Linked DNA regions of Ovis aries: region 1 is linked to region 2. A link is a contact called in public Hi-C data. All regions are on one chromosome and are shown on one strand. Each heading gives the region's core, a stretch centred on a gene start, on an enhancer-like site or on the middle of the called end of the contact. The rest is flanking DNA. Distances are from core to core; before and after follow the strand shown. Region 1 holds the start of INPP5D (inositol polyphosphate-5-phosphatase D). Region 2 overlaps INPP5D (inositol polyphosphate-5-phosphatase D).

Region 1 (4,099 bases), core at 955-3,454, 40 kb before region 2:
ATGACAGGATGGACCCTAAAAATTCAGGAACATGGATGACATGTGTGTGTCTTGTATGTTCTGTGTGTGTCTTGTATGTGTTGTGTGTGTTAAAGCGAAACCACACTGGACCAAATGGCAGGGACAGTGCTGCTGGCCACCCCGACCCTGCTGAACTATGGGACTCAGTGGGAACAGGGGTGGGAAGGAGAGTTGGGGGAGATCGATGTAAGTGGAAGGGTCTTGGATGGGCTAGAGGGTAGATAAGTGGATAAGCTGGTGAAGGTGCTACAGGGCCAGCACTGTGGGCAGATCCTCCTGAAGGACCCTGGAGGGACCCAGGGGCTTCGAGGGAGCAAGCTGGCAGAGCTCGGCAGGGGAACGGGGAGTGTATGGTGGGAGCATCCCAGGAGCAGGTCTCTTAGCTCCACCTCAGTGGCCCCATACCTAGCTCAGCCTTGATACGGGCTTTCTGAAGGCTCAGGAGTTTCTTCCTTGGGTTCAGACGGAGGAGCAAGGGAGGGGATATTGGTGGGGGGAGGGAGGGGGCAGTGGTAGGGAAGGGGAAGCTCAGAGCAGCTGGGGGAGGAGCTGGCTTTGAGGAGGTGAATGTGGGGACCAGGGAGTTTGCTGGGCTAGGTTTCCAAAAGGAACTGCCTTTAGAAGCCAAGAAGGCCTGCCGGAGCACGGCCACGCCTTGACCATGCCCATGCTGGAGACGACCCTGGAGATGACCCCACAGGGGTAGCAGCCCACCTTCTGGGGCCCCTTTAATGGGCCCAATTTCCCCCGCCTCAGGCCTGAGTTGACCATCTCCTCCCCGCCCCCCGCCCCTCCCCTCTTCCCTCAGGCTGGAGGCGGAGCCCAGGTCCAGGATTCAGGAAGCAGAGCCCTTAGCTTTGCTTTTCAGAATCAACTGTTGCGGGTGGCAGGCACTGGGGGCTCCCGGCACACGTGAGCTCCTCTGGGGCTGCTCTCCTTCAGGTGGAGAACAGGAAACCGAGACCAAGAGGGAGAAGGAACTGACCAGCTCCTGCACCTCGGATGCAGAGGACCCGATTCGAGTTGGGGCTTGCCTGGCCCTGGTGCCTGGATGCGGCTTCTTCTGTTATGTCACGGGGCTGGCTGAGGGCTGAGACAGGACCAGGGGTCTTGTGCAATAGGTCGGCACCTGCCCCTTCACCCTGGGGCACTGACCCAAGCACTAAGGGCTCCCCGTCTGGGGTCCAAGCATGGTGCCCACTTCAGAGCCCTCAGAGCCTGCTGATCCTGGATGGTGGTCCCCACCTCCCCAAAGGCAGCCCTCACTTTGAGCTGTGGACCAAGGTAACCATGCCTGGCCACCTCTACCTCCAACTCCAACTCTACCTGAGATGTGGGACTCAGGAAGGAACGCCATCCTTGCCAGGTGGCCAACTTGCCCCAGGGATAGGGGGACATGCGTGAGTGTCCCAAGTGTCCCAGAAAGTTCCAGAGGTGTCAACCTGCAAAAGGTCCATGTCCCGAGAGTCCTCCCAGCTCCCTCTGCGTGTCCCTAAGCTGGGCTACAGGGGTCAGGCACATGTGCTGCCCTGGAGAAGGGCTGCCACGGGCTCCCACATACCCGCCGGCCCCCACAATGGGTATAAAAGTGTTGCAGAGCTGGCCCCGGGGAGCTCCCGGGTGGTGTCGCCCAAGGTCTTCCCAGCTCCCAGGGCTGAAAGGTGCCCAGGTGTGTCTCAGTATGAGTAGGGGGCTCGGCTGGTACCCACCTCGGCGGGGGTAGTGGGGCAGGCCTCAGCCCCAGTTGAGAAGCCCGACCCTGTGAGCCTCCGACCTGCGGGCATGTCAGAGGGAGTGGACAGGGAGGTGGAAAGCTCAGGGGTAGGGCAGAGGGCTGGGGTGGGCGTCCTCGGCGTGGCAGCCCCACTCGGGGCATCGGGTCATGGGTCCCAGAATGGCCAACCCTTGGGCCTCACTCCTTCAGAGGCTGGCCCTGAGCCTCCTGACGCCAGAGGAGCTGATAGATTCCCCTAGGAGGACTCGAGCTGATATTCCCCATGCCAGGGACCAAGACCCATTAAAGAAGGGAGCCGGGGGTGGGGGACACGGCAGGGCTGGGGGTGGTGGTGAGAGGGAGGGGCAGCAGGCCGTGAGGGGGGAGGTGGAGGACTGTCTTGCTTGGGCTCTGCAATGAGGAAGTTCTCTGCAGCTCAGCTTCCTTTCCCTTGCCGAGTGCCTGAAACAGGAAGTCGGCCAGTGAGCGGTGGCGGCGGCAGCAGCAGCTGGGGCGACTGAGAGGGAACCCACGGGGGTCCAGCGCAGGAGCGCCCAGCTCCCCCGTCGGCGCGGTGTCCGGTCCAGTGGTGAGGCCGCCGGGCCCGGCCCCGGGGACACCCGCGCCCGCCATGGTCCCCTGCTGGAACCATGGCAACATCACCCGCTCCAAGGCAGAGGAGCTGCTCTCCAGGACGGGCAAGGATGGGAGCTTCCTCGTGCGTGCCAGCGAGTCCATCTCCCGGGCCTACGCCCTCTGTGTGCTGTGAGTACCCGACCTGCCCACCCCGGCCCGGCCTGGCAGCGGAGGTGATGGAGGTGCCGCTTGTGCACAGGGCAAGCTGGCTCGGGGCACGTTGGGGCCCCTGCCCTGGGTTGGGGTTGTTTCTGTGTCCAGCGACCTTGCGCTTCCCAAGTTTGTTAGTGGGTCCAGCTGAGGCCCGTCGGGGGACCTGCTTGGCCCTGGAGTTGGGGTTTTGAGAGCAGGAGCCCTCCAGGGCTAGCCTGGGATCTGGGCCACACACCCCAGCGACCAGCAAGCAGCAGGGCCAGGGGCTTCCTTGAGGTTCCAGGGACCAAGGGGGTGGGGGGCGGGTTGTCCAGGGCCTGTGAGCCGGGCGGAAACTCAGGGCTCCGTGGTGGTGGGAGTGTTAGAAAGCAGCTGGGTCAGTTCAGGTGTTGGTCAAAGATGCCCAGTTGGGAAACCCTCCTGGAAGAACAGAAGTGGGAAGCGGGAACCCTTCCTGTGCCAGAGTATGGGCCTTTGGAGGAAGCTGTTGTCTGGGGAGCTGTGAAGACGGGGAGTCGCTCAAGAAAGGATCAGAGGCTGTATCTGGGGCCCTGGGAACAGAGCAAGTCATGTTACCTACAGCAGGAGCCACTTCTCACCCGTCCAAGGCCCTCAGCCGTGTCCCCGCCTTTTGAGGCCTGTCGGCCACCGTCGACTGCCCCCCCCCCGCCCCCAGCTCTGGGATGCTGCTGAATGCACCAGTTGTCCTAAAACTGGGGAACCGGCCACTTGCTGACGGTTCCTTTTTGTAACACCCTTCTCCACCAATGTCTGAGAGAGGCCCTTGGCCCTGCCACTCTGCCACCCTGCGGTCTAACCATGCCCGCTGGGGCCTCGGGCATGATGGGGGAAGGGCACGTTCACCTGCACTGCTGAGGTAGCACCCCTGGGCTTGCGGAAGGGTCCCTCTGAGCAGGCAGACCCTACCACCATCCATGCAGGAGGGAAATGGGTCATGGACCACAGACTGTATTTGGAGCTTGTTGAGTTTGAGCATTTGTCTGTGTATCAACCTATTTCAACCTCGTGAAAATCTGAAGTGCAGGTCCTTTTGTTGGCCGCTTTTGCAGATGAGGAAATTGAGGCTCAGACGAGTTAACCGAGCGATGACAAAGTCAACAATGTCCGTCCCCAGAGGCTGCACCCAGGCAGACAGATGGCTGCCACCCCAGTCCTGTACCTGTCAAGCCGGTGTGAGCCTGGGTTCCAGTGGCAGCGAGAGAAGCCAGGGTGTTTACCGGGGTCAACTGGGAGTGTTTAGAAATTAACCCAGGCTTTTAGCCGGCCACCTGGCCCAAGGTCTGACTGCATCAGAGCCTCGCCCTCCCGAGGCCAGCTTCTTGAGCCCCCAGTTCTCACACCCGGGGTGGGGGGAAAGGGAAGCAGACCCAGTCTTCCCCACAGGCACAGCCCCTCTGTAGAGACAGGGCGTAGAGACAGTGGGGACATCCTGCTCTGTCTCCCCTCAGCCCACGTGCAGCTCTCCCCTCCCCGCAGAGACCTCGGGAGCTTCCAGGCTCCAGCTCACTAACCTTCACAGCACCCCCTTGACCAGGGAGCTGTGGTCAGGCTCAG
Region 2 (4,176 bases), core at 1,015-3,514:
TCCTTCTTTCGCTGACTGATGAATCTAGTCTTGCTTCAGTTCTGTAATGTTTTTGTTGCTGTGACTTTATTGTGTGTATCCCAGAGACCGAGCTCTATTTATTGTTTTCTTTATTCTTTGGTGGTTTCCATGCATTTTCTTCTCCAGATGAATTTTACAATCAGCTTTAAGGGGCCCTAAAAAAAATCCAATTTGAATTTTTATATAATTGCATTGAATTTATAGATTAATTAGAAGGTAGCTCATATCCTTATACTGTCAAGTCCTGTCAGAGAATGGAGCATCTCTTCCATTTATTCAGATTTTCTTTTCTATCTCTCTTGTACTGTCTTTTTTATTTTCTCCATAGAGTTCTTATGTCTTCACTGTTACTGGATGTGATGTTGTTTTAGCTACCTTGGCAAACAGAATCTGTCTTTTCCATGGCATTTTCTGGTTAGGTTTTGCTGGCGTCTGTGTTTTGACTTTTGTAGGATGGGCGTGCATAATCTTTCTGAGTTACTGAATTCAGTAATTCAGCAATTCTGAATCAATGATTATGAGTTTTAATCAGTTTTTGAATGCGTTCTTTTGACATCCCTGGGTACATGATCTTGTATACATGATACTGTCTCTTGTATACATGATTTGTCTCTTCTCAATACGAGTCATTTGCAGGGAGGGAAGTTGCTTTGGCTTGTTTCATGTCGCCTGGGACCTACGGTGAAATGATGTACATTAGTGGGAATGACATTCCCCGTTTGTCTTGCTTCTAATTTTGGAGGATGCTTCTGCTCTGGAAGGAGGATGCATAACAAAGACAAGGAAATAAAAATTCAATAAAGGGAAAAAAGGCCCAAAATGCCAGTGCCAAGAAGGGACCTACCAAACAATGCCCAAACTGGAATGGCAGAGTGGATGGGGTACTGACAAGCATTGCCACGGTGTCGGTGCCCAGGAGGGTCTTCTCTGTACCCCAGCCCCTTGCTCTAGATCACTGAGCTCTGGTTTGACCTGGTTCTGTCTGTCATCCAGCATATTTGAGATGCCTCCTAGCTTGGTGGTAGCCTCACAGTAATAAATCTACTTCCTGGATCCTAATTGAAATTGCTGATGTAAATGAAAGGGAGACCCCAATAGCAGCAGAAACCTATGTCCAGACTGACGCTGGTGTCTTCTCCGCTTAGCCAGTATTCCTCCATGTGGTTCTTAACAAAAGATCACCAATGAAGATCACAAAATACTTTATTGAAATCTATGTAGATTATACCAGAGAGCACAAACTGGCAGCCCCTGCACTGGATTTGGTGCTCTCTTTGCCTGACATTTTTTTTTTAATTATGATTTTTTTAAAATTCAGAGATTTTGGAAATTCCCTGGTGGTCTGGTGGTTAGGATTTAGCGCTTTCACTGCCAGGGCCTGGGTTCAATCCCTGGTTGGGGAACTAAGATCCCGAGAGTCACACAGCATGGGCAAAAAAATAAATAAATAAATAACAATAAAAATAATTTTAAAATATGGAAATTCAGAGATTTTACATAATACTGAATTTTTAGCTTCCCTAGAAAATTTGGAAGCTGACAACCTGAGACCCACATGACCCTGTGTGATGTCCCTGGAGCCGAGTGGAAGCTCCCACCTTTCACAGAGGCATTTCACTCTAATATGTCACAGTCCCCACCTCCCTACTGTCTCACTCCCAGCCATCTCCTCTCGTTTATATCACCTGCCCTGCCTCTGTAGGCAACTGAGCCATAATCTCTGTCAGATGCAAGAAACGATCTAGTTCATCAGGCTAGCAAACATAAATTGACCTTCTACTATGTTAACAGTAGCCAGCTTGGTCTCTTCCCAGTGACCTCCTGCTGGCTCCAAGGGTCGCCCCTTGCTTTAGTGTGTCTTACAAACCATGCTGTCAGTAAGCTGATCTAGCATCTCACCTGGGGTGGATGCCAAGCTCACTCAACTGCAAACCACAAAAGAATCCATCCTGCCCATTGTGCGCATCACAGCTTCCGGTCCTTGCCTCTTTGTCCTTCCCCACCACTGAGCTCTCTCAGTGGACTTCTCTTCCTTCCTTGGAATGAGGCTTGGATTCTATAGAAGCAGGCATCGTTGCATTCCCCCTTTCTGCCCAGGGCTTCAGTCTCACGGTGGAAGGGTGACTTTGTCACTTCCTCAGAGCATCAGGAGCCTGCAAACGGTGACTTTCGGTTCCTCTGCAGGGCAGATGTTTACCCCGAGCTGCCCATCCACTCCTGTCTGCCTGCCCTGAGCCACTGTCCCCCAGAGGTCGAGGGTGAGCCCCGCTGGGGGCCTGGACGGCCCACACGTGTCACCGTGCCCTGCCAACCACAACACTTTGCTCTTCTTCCTTTTCAGCGTCTCCTAGCTTCAGGCGATCCCACCCCCCCCACCCCCCCAGCAAGGCAGGCTGAAAGCTTCCTGTTTTGATCTGTGCCTTTGCCATCTTCATTACAAAGTGTTTTTTTCCTCACTGAGCAGTAATCTCCTCTGCTTTCCCACCAAGAAACGTTAACCATCTGGTGTCGACGGTATTTCTTCCTGATCCAGCGTCGCTTCCAGAGATCTGGGCCACGCAGAGGGTGAGGCACGCACGTGTGCACAGGAAGCCAGTCCTCTAAGAACTGAGAGAATGATTTTGCTAGTGATAAATGGCACGGGGCCCCCTGCATTGGCAGACGTTTGACAGCCGGCTCTCCAGGGAAGAAAGCAAAGCCCTGGTCTGCAGTGTTGGCCAGTTTCCGTGGCGTGAATGCTCTCACCAGCGCCTCCACCATAGTGGAATCATTTAACAACAAGCTCTTGGGATTCCGGAAAAAAATTGGCTTTTGAGCCAGAACAAATAGGCACAGGTGGGCCTCAGCACATCCCTGGTCCGTGATAAACTCATGCTGGCTATTGCCCAGCGAGGTCTGCTGCCTCTGGGACCACAGATGTCTTTTTTTTTTTTCTTCCTTTCTTTCTTTTTTTTTTTTTTTTAACTACACCAGGTCTTAGTTGCAGCATGCAGGATCTTTAGTTGGGGCATCAGGATTTTCAGTTGTGGTGTGCAGGATCTAGTTCCCTGACCAAGGCTAGAACTCGGGCCCCCTGCATGGGGAGCACAGTCTTAACCACTGGACCAAGGCAAGTCCCTGCGACCAAGCGGCACACTCAGTCTCTTAATCGCGTCTGACTCTTTGCGACCGTTTGGACTGTAGTCCACCAGGCTCCTCTGTCCTTGGGATTCTCCAGGCAAGAATATTGGAGTGGGTTGCCATTTCTTCCTCCAGGGGATCTTCCTGACCCACGGATCAATCCCACATTTCCTGTGTCTTCTGCCTTGCAGGCAAATTCTTCACCCACAGAGCCACTGGGCAGGTTCGCCTGGAACCATAGATGTCTTAATTAGAGACTCCTGTAACTTGTTAGGGCTCAGACAGATTAATAATCACTTCCACTTTACTTAGAGCCCATTTAATCCCCAGACCCTCATTTATACATTATTTCAATTCAGTTTTACTCATTCCTTTTCATCACATTTGGAGAAGATATTTTTTCCTACCTAACTCTTGTTAATTTTTCATTCCTCTGAGCTTCAGCTTACTCATCTGAAAAGCAGGAGTTGATACTGTATTAATTAGCATATTCAACACCGAGCAGATACTCCCTTGATGATAGTGGAGCCATGTTCTGGACTTATTATACAAACCCATTTTAATACCTGGCTGAGTAGATCTGAGAATCCTCATTCATGAACCAGAAAACTGCCTCAGCCTTAGATAGATGAATGCCATTCTCCAGGCCTTACAGCTACTGAATGTTGGAGCTAAGGTCTGAATTTGTGACTGTTGTGGTCTGTTTTTAAAAGATTAGCTGCAAGAATTAAAAATATGAGATTGCTATCAAAGAATCTATATTTTAATCTTTCCTTGAATGTTTTGAAATTTTGGCAACTCTTGGGAATCTAACTGGAGCTCAGCAGAAGCTGGTCCCTTTCAGCGGACATTTCTCCCTCGTGCCATAGTCCCCACCTCACCCTAGGGTCTCACACCCTGCCTACTTTACTCACACATCGGGCTTCAGATTTCGTGCATTTTCTTTCGGGCCACACTGCTTTCTAACTGAATATTACTTCCTCTTGCCACTTTTCCCTTCCCATTTGACCAAGGAGGAAACTGAGACCCAGAAGA

Evidence for each region. Hi-C and Micro-C count contacts between places; a contact is called where the count stands out from the background.
Region 1: a contact with region 2 is called in a Hi-C map of blood, with 3 times the contacts expected there. The contact joins the promoter of INPP5D here to the enhancer-like site in region 2. A contact is called at or near these places in 3 of 16 Hi-C or Micro-C datasets (all in blood).

Annotation. Positions count from the first base shown.
Region 1 is chr1:7,902,852-7,906,950 of ARS-UI_Ramb_v3.0, reverse strand. INPP5D (inositol polyphosphate-5-phosphatase D) reads left to right here and starts at 2,204. Exons shown (of 27, transcript XM_027967486.2): 1 at 2,204-2,500. The coding sequence starts at 2,367.
Region 2 is chr1:7,862,504-7,866,679 of ARS-UI_Ramb_v3.0, reverse strand. The region is part of intron 2 of INPP5D (inositol polyphosphate-5-phosphatase D); the gene reads left to right. Among named protein-coding and RNA genes, the nearest start is that of INPP5D, 40 kb to the left of the region's middle. Within about 2 kb of position 2,264, at least 13 of the 54 cell types and tissues checked have an H3K27ac peak or open chromatin away from gene starts, as enhancers often do.